Linked DNA regions of Mus musculus: region 1 is linked to region 2. Evidence: chromatin contacts called from public Hi-C data. All regions are on one chromosome and are shown on one strand. The core of a region is the stretch at or near the end of the contact, and the rest is flanking DNA. Distances in the headings are between cores, read along the strand shown. Region 1 holds the start of Mafk (v-maf musculoaponeurotic fibrosarcoma oncogene family, protein K (avian)). Region 2 holds the start of Ap4m1 (adaptor-related protein complex AP-4, mu 1).

What was found. A called contact is a pair of places that touch in the nucleus more often than the background predicts.
Region 1: a contact with region 2 is called in a Hi-C map of muscle stem cells, with 5 times the contacts expected there. The contact joins the promoter of Mafk here to the promoter of Ap4m1 in region 2. A contact is called at or near these places in 2 of 39 promoter capture datasets (liver and pre-B cells), 2 of 484 Hi-C or Micro-C datasets (CD4 T cells and muscle stem cells), 2 of 115 datasets of contacts at active chromatin or transcription factors (embryonic stem cells and pancreatic cancer cells) and 1 of 9 other capture datasets (adipose tissue).

The regions. Positions count from the first base shown.
Region 1 is chr5:139,789,663-139,792,789 of GRCm38.p6, forward strand. Mafk (v-maf musculoaponeurotic fibrosarcoma oncogene family, protein K (avian)) reads left to right here and starts at 1,874. Exons shown (of 3, transcript NM_010757.2): 1 at 1,874-2,050.
Region 2 is chr5:138,170,243-138,173,785 of GRCm38.p6, forward strand. Ap4m1 (adaptor-related protein complex AP-4, mu 1) reads left to right here and starts at 1,779. Exons shown (of 15, transcript NM_021392.4): 1 at 1,779-2,006; 2 at 2,107-2,195; 3 at 2,545-2,651; 4 at 2,730-2,826. The coding sequence starts at 1,949. Mcm7 (minichromosome maintenance complex component 7) reads right to left here and starts at 1,641. Exons shown (of 15, transcript NM_008568.3): 1 at 1,484-1,641; 2 at 75-154. The coding sequence starts at 1,514.

The DNA of each region.
Region 1 (3,127 bases), core at 624-3,123, 1.6 Mb after region 2:
AAGAGGTCACAGTGCCTGCAGCACACTGAGCTACACTGTGGAACTGACCACACAGAAAACCACGGGTTTCCGGATGCTTGTGCCTGTCACCCTCCAACATATTTCCAGAGTGCCTCATAGACTCGCTCTAAATAGTCCTGGGAAGGCACAGTGTGTGGGCTTGAGAGCCATGTTGCTAGGGCTCAGGGATGCCTCCTGCTCATCCCGTTCTCAGCCCTGAGCATCACTTCGGCCTGAAAGGAGGACGTTAAATTGCATTCTGGGCATTGCCTCCCCTCCAAGGGTAGCAGTACCAACACCCTGCAGTTTTGTCCGTCTGAGACAGGAAAAGGGGGATGGCTCCCATGTAAGGACATCTTGGGACTCCTAGGCACATCTAGGAATCCAACTGCTGCACTGCGCTAGAGTACAGGAAGTTCTGTGTGTGCTCTTGCCCCCACCGAAGCCTATGGAAAACAGCCATATGTCCATGCATCCCCAAGTCAGAGAGATATGGCTTTCTGTCTGTTGTGGTTTGAATATGTTAGGCCCAGGAAGTGGCACTATTAGGAGGTATGGCCTTGTTGGAATAGGTGTCTCACTGTGGGTGTGGGCTTTAAGACCCTCATCCTTACTGCTTGGAAGTCAGTCTTCCTAGCAGCCTTCAGATGAAGATGTAGAACTCTCAGCTCTGCCTGCACCATGACTGCCTGGATGCTACCATGATCCTTGATGATAATGGACTAAACCTCTGAACCTATAAGGCAGCCCTAACTAAATGTTGTCCTTATAAGAGTTACCTTGGTCGTGGTGACTATTCACAGCAGTAAAAACCTAACTAAGACACTATCCATTGCTTACAGGGAGAGGGAGAGGGGGGAGGGGGAGGGGAGGGGGAGGGGGAGAGGGAGAGGGAGGGAGGAGAGGGAGGGAGGAGAGGGAGAAGGGGGGAGGGGGAGGGGGAGGGGGAGGGGCAGGCTTAGGTGAAGGCACTTAGGGTGAAGGCAGAAGGATTAAGAGCTTCAAGACAGTGCCAGTGAGGTGGCTCAGTGGGTAAAGGTACCAAGTCTGAGTTCAATTTTCGGAACCCAAAAGTGGAAAGAAAAAACAGATTCCCTAAAGTTGCCCTCTGACTTCCACACATTCGTGGTAGTGTGTGCACACCAATCCACATACATATGAACACACATATAAATAAGTAAAAAAAAAAAATAAAGTTTTATAAGTGTTCCAGGCCACTCTGAGCTGCACAGTGAGACCTTACCTCTGTCTCAGATATAAATCAAAAGGTCATGGTATGGGTCAGAAGAGGATGCTACATACATATCTCTTTCTCCTTTGTAGGGTGCATCTGCCTTGCTGATTATGTGGTGTAACTGAGCCACTTCGCCACCTTGACGTGGGCTTGGTGTTAGGTCCAGAACATGGTCACTAGCCAGTTGGCCTCTATTCTCTCTGCCAAGACCCGGGGAGGCTCCAGCAGCCTCAGGATCACAGTGAGTAGCATAGACGACAGTGGGTGACATAGAGACATAATGCCCAGGCTGAAAGTTCAAGGAAACGTGGGGTCCATACCCAGTGTGCGTCACGCTCGCCTGACACCCCCTACCTTGGGAAAGGAGCACAGACCCCGCCCCGGGTGTGTTGGGGATGGACAGGGCCAGGAGCTCAGCAATGAGACAACTGCACGTGGAAGCATGTAGGAGGACCCAGGGACTGGGGCAGCGAGGGGCGTGGCCATCAGGGGCGTGGTGCCGACGCGCGGCCAGAGAGGGCGTGGTTTTGGTGAGCGAAGAAGCGTGAGCAACAGGGGCGTGATCACTAGGGGCGTGGCCATCGCGGGGGCGGGGCGGTGACGCGCTTCGACGCGCGATCCCGGAAGCGGTGTCAGTACTGGGGAGCCGGCGGCGGGCGGCGGGTGGCAGGGACTTGTTGTTCTTCGCCGAGTCGGAACGAGAAGTCCGAAGCGCGCAGGCGGAGACGGCGACTAAGGGGAGCGCGAGAGCAGAAGCGCTTGTGAAGAGTGCGTGTCCGCAAGGAGCCGCCGCGCCCGGCCCCGCGCGCGACCCGGGTGAGTGAGGGGCTTCGGGAACTGGGTAGGGGAACCCAGAGTTCGTGCACCTGCGGGAGGAGCACCCCGAAGGCCGCGGGACCCAGCCTGGGCCTCGAGCACGTGCCACGCGGGACCTAGCTCAAGGCCCACACGGGACCCACCACGTGCGGGAGAGTGGCACCCGGGAGCCGTGCGCACCTGGCCATTTCCGTCGGCGTAGAATTCGCCCCCACCTCGCCCCCGGCCGGGACCCCGAAAGGGCCTGAGTAACTGGTGTCACTTTCTAATCAGCTGACCGGCCAGCGGTGCCGGATGTGGAAGCTGTGGGTGGGGAGCGAGGCAGGTGACCGTCTTGGCCAGCCTATCGCTTCCGTCACTTTCTTCAGGTGTGGTCTGGGGCCAAGGTCCCATCCAACTCTGAAGTGCGAGGTTCCCTAGTAGGGTGAGCGGATAGGCGTGTTAAGAGTGTGCATGTTTACGAGCGTGCGGCGAGAAATCAGAAGCAAAAACTCTAGCAAATTACAGGTGAAGAAAGCCTCGTGGGTCCTAGGTGCCTAGATTAGATCTCTTTGGGGGAGATAGACTCCTCTTCTGGTATCCTTGAGATAACAGCCACTCCAGCCTCCTAGAACTTGCCCCGTAAGAACGCAGTCGGTATTTGGGAGGTGAGGCTGCTTGGTGCTCTTGTTTCTCTAGGGAAGTTAGTCTGAGCCTCGCTTTTCACACAGCTCTCATTGCTAACACAGATGCACTTTAACAGTTCGCCTTCCAATTGATGGACAGGCACTCAGTACACTCAGTCCTCAAAAGCTAGCTTGTGTCTCAGCTGGTAGGTAGTTCACCCCTTCCACTCCTGTGGAGTCACTAAAATTAGCCCTGGGACCCCAGAGGTTGGCACTGCTGAGGTCATACTGTGGCAGCAACATTTCAGAAGGTATCTGGTGGAGTGCACGTGGGTACTTTGATGCTTTGAGCTGGTGTTTTAGGGCCAGGTAACTTCTTTCAAAGGTGTTGGTCTAAAGCCATTATGTTATGGTGGCACATGCTTGTACTCCTAGCACATGGGAGTCTGAGGCAGGAAGATCTTGAGTTTAA
Region 2 (3,543 bases), core at 529-3,028:
AGCCAGACTTGAGATAACCTTATACAAGTTCTTAACACGCCACGCCACTCCCCAGAACCAATCCTGAGACTTACCAACTGGGTCCCATACTTGAACTGCTTCTTTCCAAGCTCATTCTCGTAATAAAACTCTTGGAGGAACTTCTTAACTTTTTCTACAAATATAAAATAAAAACCAAGTCTTTGCAGTGAGGTGTAAAGACCACTGCTGCCAAGGACTAGAGTTCAATCCCTAGGGCCCACCCACAGGTTGGAAGAGAACAGAGTCCTGCGGGTGTCCAGCACTATGATATGCCCGTGCGATCTCACACACACAATAATGTAACAAAATAATGTAAAAATAAATAAAATAAACAATCAACTTTCCTTTTAGATTCTTTATTTCAAACTCTTAACAGAAACCTAAGAAACCCACTTTCACTTAAGACGAAACCTATGAACTAGTTAGTTAAATGAACATTGAAAACAAATCGACCAAGTTCTCCCCAAAGTAGGCAGTGTTCCTTTTCACAAGTCCGTTTTTACACAGAGAAGAATATAGGTCTTCGGGCAGCTACAAGAGTCTTACCCAACCTTCCCAAGAGAATTCCACACTCTGTCTTAATTAGGAATCTCAGTTTCTTCAATTCTCTCAGCTCGCTCCCAATCGACTTAAGGTCCTCGGCTCTCGCTCTACCAGTACAACTCTTTTTCTTAGGCTCCCGCCAGGACGTCCGCCACTAGGCCTCCTCTGCACTCATGCCCGGCTCCCGCCACTGCTTCCGCTCTTAGTAAACAAAGAAGCACATGGGCCCAGATTCCAGCCGCCTCACAGCCCAGGATTCCTCCGCCCGAGACGGGTGGCCGAGCGGGGATTGGCCAGAACGCCAAAGGGCCATTCGGGTCCACCACACTGCCACCTTTCGCCACCGGGCGCTTAGCCTCCCAATTCTAGGCACGCCCCTACCTACTGCAGCTATCTCCGAGGCCACCGCGCGGAAGGACACTGTTTACACACGACAGTCCCAAGATCGGGTAGCGCCACTTCCGCCCGCCTCTACTTCCGCTTGGAGGGCGGCCGAAAACAACCAATCGCGGCGCGTAGCGGTCTGGCAAGCCCCGCCTCTGGACTTCGGCCAGTCTCCAGTGGACGCGGGAATTCGCTAGCGCCCCGAGCAGCAGAGGCTGGCCCAGTAACCTAGTCCCTTGGGTCACGTATTGAATGCATTGAACCAAGTCACCCGGTCTCTACCGAGCGCGCCCCTCCTTTGTGGACTCCACTGGGTTCTCTCCATAACACAAACACATCACCTTTTCCAAGGAGGATTGCTTCCTCCATCCTTGACGCCCACTGCTTATTGCAGGCGCAGTTCGCCTGTCCTCGGAGTCACAGATCCCGGCTCACTCCCCCTCCCCCGCCCGACCCCAAGACTCCAGCACCCCTCAACAGGTGCAGGTAGAAGTTTCCCTCCGAGGACGCCGCCCCCAGCCCTATAGATCTTCACCTTTTTCGATCGCGTAGTCCTTAAGCGCCATCGCTGCCGGGGACGGTGTGGCAGGACTTGAAGGGCTCAAAAATCTCTCTCTGGGGAAGCAGAAAACGAACGCGCGGCGGGACGTAGCCGGCCAACCGAAATTGGCGCGAAACGTCGTCACCCATGTGACCCGTGCGGCTGAGAACCCGCCAATCAGATAGGGGGTTCCCAACTGCTGCCAGCCCCTAACTTTAACCAATCAATGGACGAGTCTAGATTGAATGACAAGGGGCTTGAGGGCGGGCCGTTGAAAGATTGCCAGATCCTGGCGGGTTGGACACCCTGTTTCCCGCGGTTCGAAATTAATGCTCGCGAGTGTGTGTGTGGGAGGAGTGTTTCTTAAAGCGCCAGCCTCCGTGCGGCCTTTTGTTCCGCGTCCACAAGGCGGGGTGGGTTCAACTTTCACCGTGTTCTCGTCTATCCTCCAGAACCGCCATGATTTCCCAGTTCTTCATTCTGTCTTCCAAGGGGGATCCGCTCATCTATAAAGACTGTATCCTTTGACCCGGGAGACGGGGTAGGGTAGCTGGGTAGAAATCGAATCCAGATCAGTCTGTGTCGCCTGTTCCTTAACTATCTTTCCACCTGGCTAGTCCGCGGGGACAGTGGTGGTCGTGATGTGGCAGAGCTCTTCTACCGGAAGCTGACGGGACTGCCTGGAGGCGAGTCCCCGGTTGTCATGGTAACTACTGTGGTTGGTGTGCAGGGCCTTAGAACTGTGGAGGTGGGTGAGTGCCTCCTCCCTGTCAAGGGCAGCTTGGTAGGAAGCTTGGGGGCGGGGGTGTGTGTGTGGGGAGGATTTGTTTATAAATGTTTTGAGTACTAACAAGAAGCCAGTTACAGAGCCATGCACCCTATTTTTTGACTATCAACAACTTTGAGAGGTAGATACTACCTTTCCACGTTAGGCGGCCAGGTCTTAGATCTGGGGCATCGCCCATCACTAGTAGACCTCAGGGTGCCATCTTGCAGGTTTCCTTACTACAATTCTGGTCTTTTCTTAATGGCCTCTGTCCTCAACTCTGCCTCAGTATCACGGTGATCGTCATTTTATTCACATCAGACACAGTGGGCTCTATTTGGTGGCCACAACCTTAGAAAACGTCTCTCCTTTCAGCCTTCTGGAGCTGCTTTCCCGGTGAGTAGAGTTGGGACAGGCACTTAAGAAGGAGGGCGTGTGAGGTTTATTCACACATAATTTGCTGTGTTTCCTTAGGCTAGCCACTCTCTTGGGTGACTACTGTGGCTCACTCAATGAGGGAACCATCTCACGCAATGTGGCGCTTGTCTACGAACTCCTGGATGAAGTGCTGGTAAAGCCCAAAAACTTTGGTCTTTTTAAGTTTATTTATTCACGTGTGTGTGTGTGTGTGTGTGTGTATTTGCCCACATCACTGCACATGTGTGGAGATCAGGTATCTTCTACTTGTTGTAGAATCTGCTAAATCCAATATAGATCCACCATAACTCAAGCACTAGGTCAATGCAGATGACAAAAAGGTATTGTAATCAAGCCAGTACTGATCAGTCAGGGCTGTAGAACAGACTCCTGAACTTGCCTAGCAGTTAAAGGCTGACACCACAAAGTGGAGGGGAGTGGGGTGAGCTGTAGCACTGTCCAATCATATTTTGACATAAGGGGTTGAGCAAGGGAACTTTGACCAATCAGATTAGGAGTAGTTTTCTGGGCTTGAGAACACGAGCTTAGTTGATCTTGCCAGCAAGATGGAGAAGTTGTCCTTGAGGTGTCTGAACTCAAACAGCTGTTCTCTTACCAGCTGTCCCTAAGATGGCGGGACTCAGACAACTGTACAAGTTGTTCCTAAGATGTCTGGACTCAGCTGGGCAGTGGTGGCACACGCTTTTAATCCCAGCACTCGGGAGGCAGAGGCAGGTGGATTTCTGAGTTTGAGGCCAGCCTGGTCTACAAAGTGAGTTCCAGGACAGCCAGGGCTACACGGAGAAACCCTTGTCTTGGGGAAAAAAAAAAAAAGATGTCTGGACTCAGGCAACTATTTACAACAGAAGCC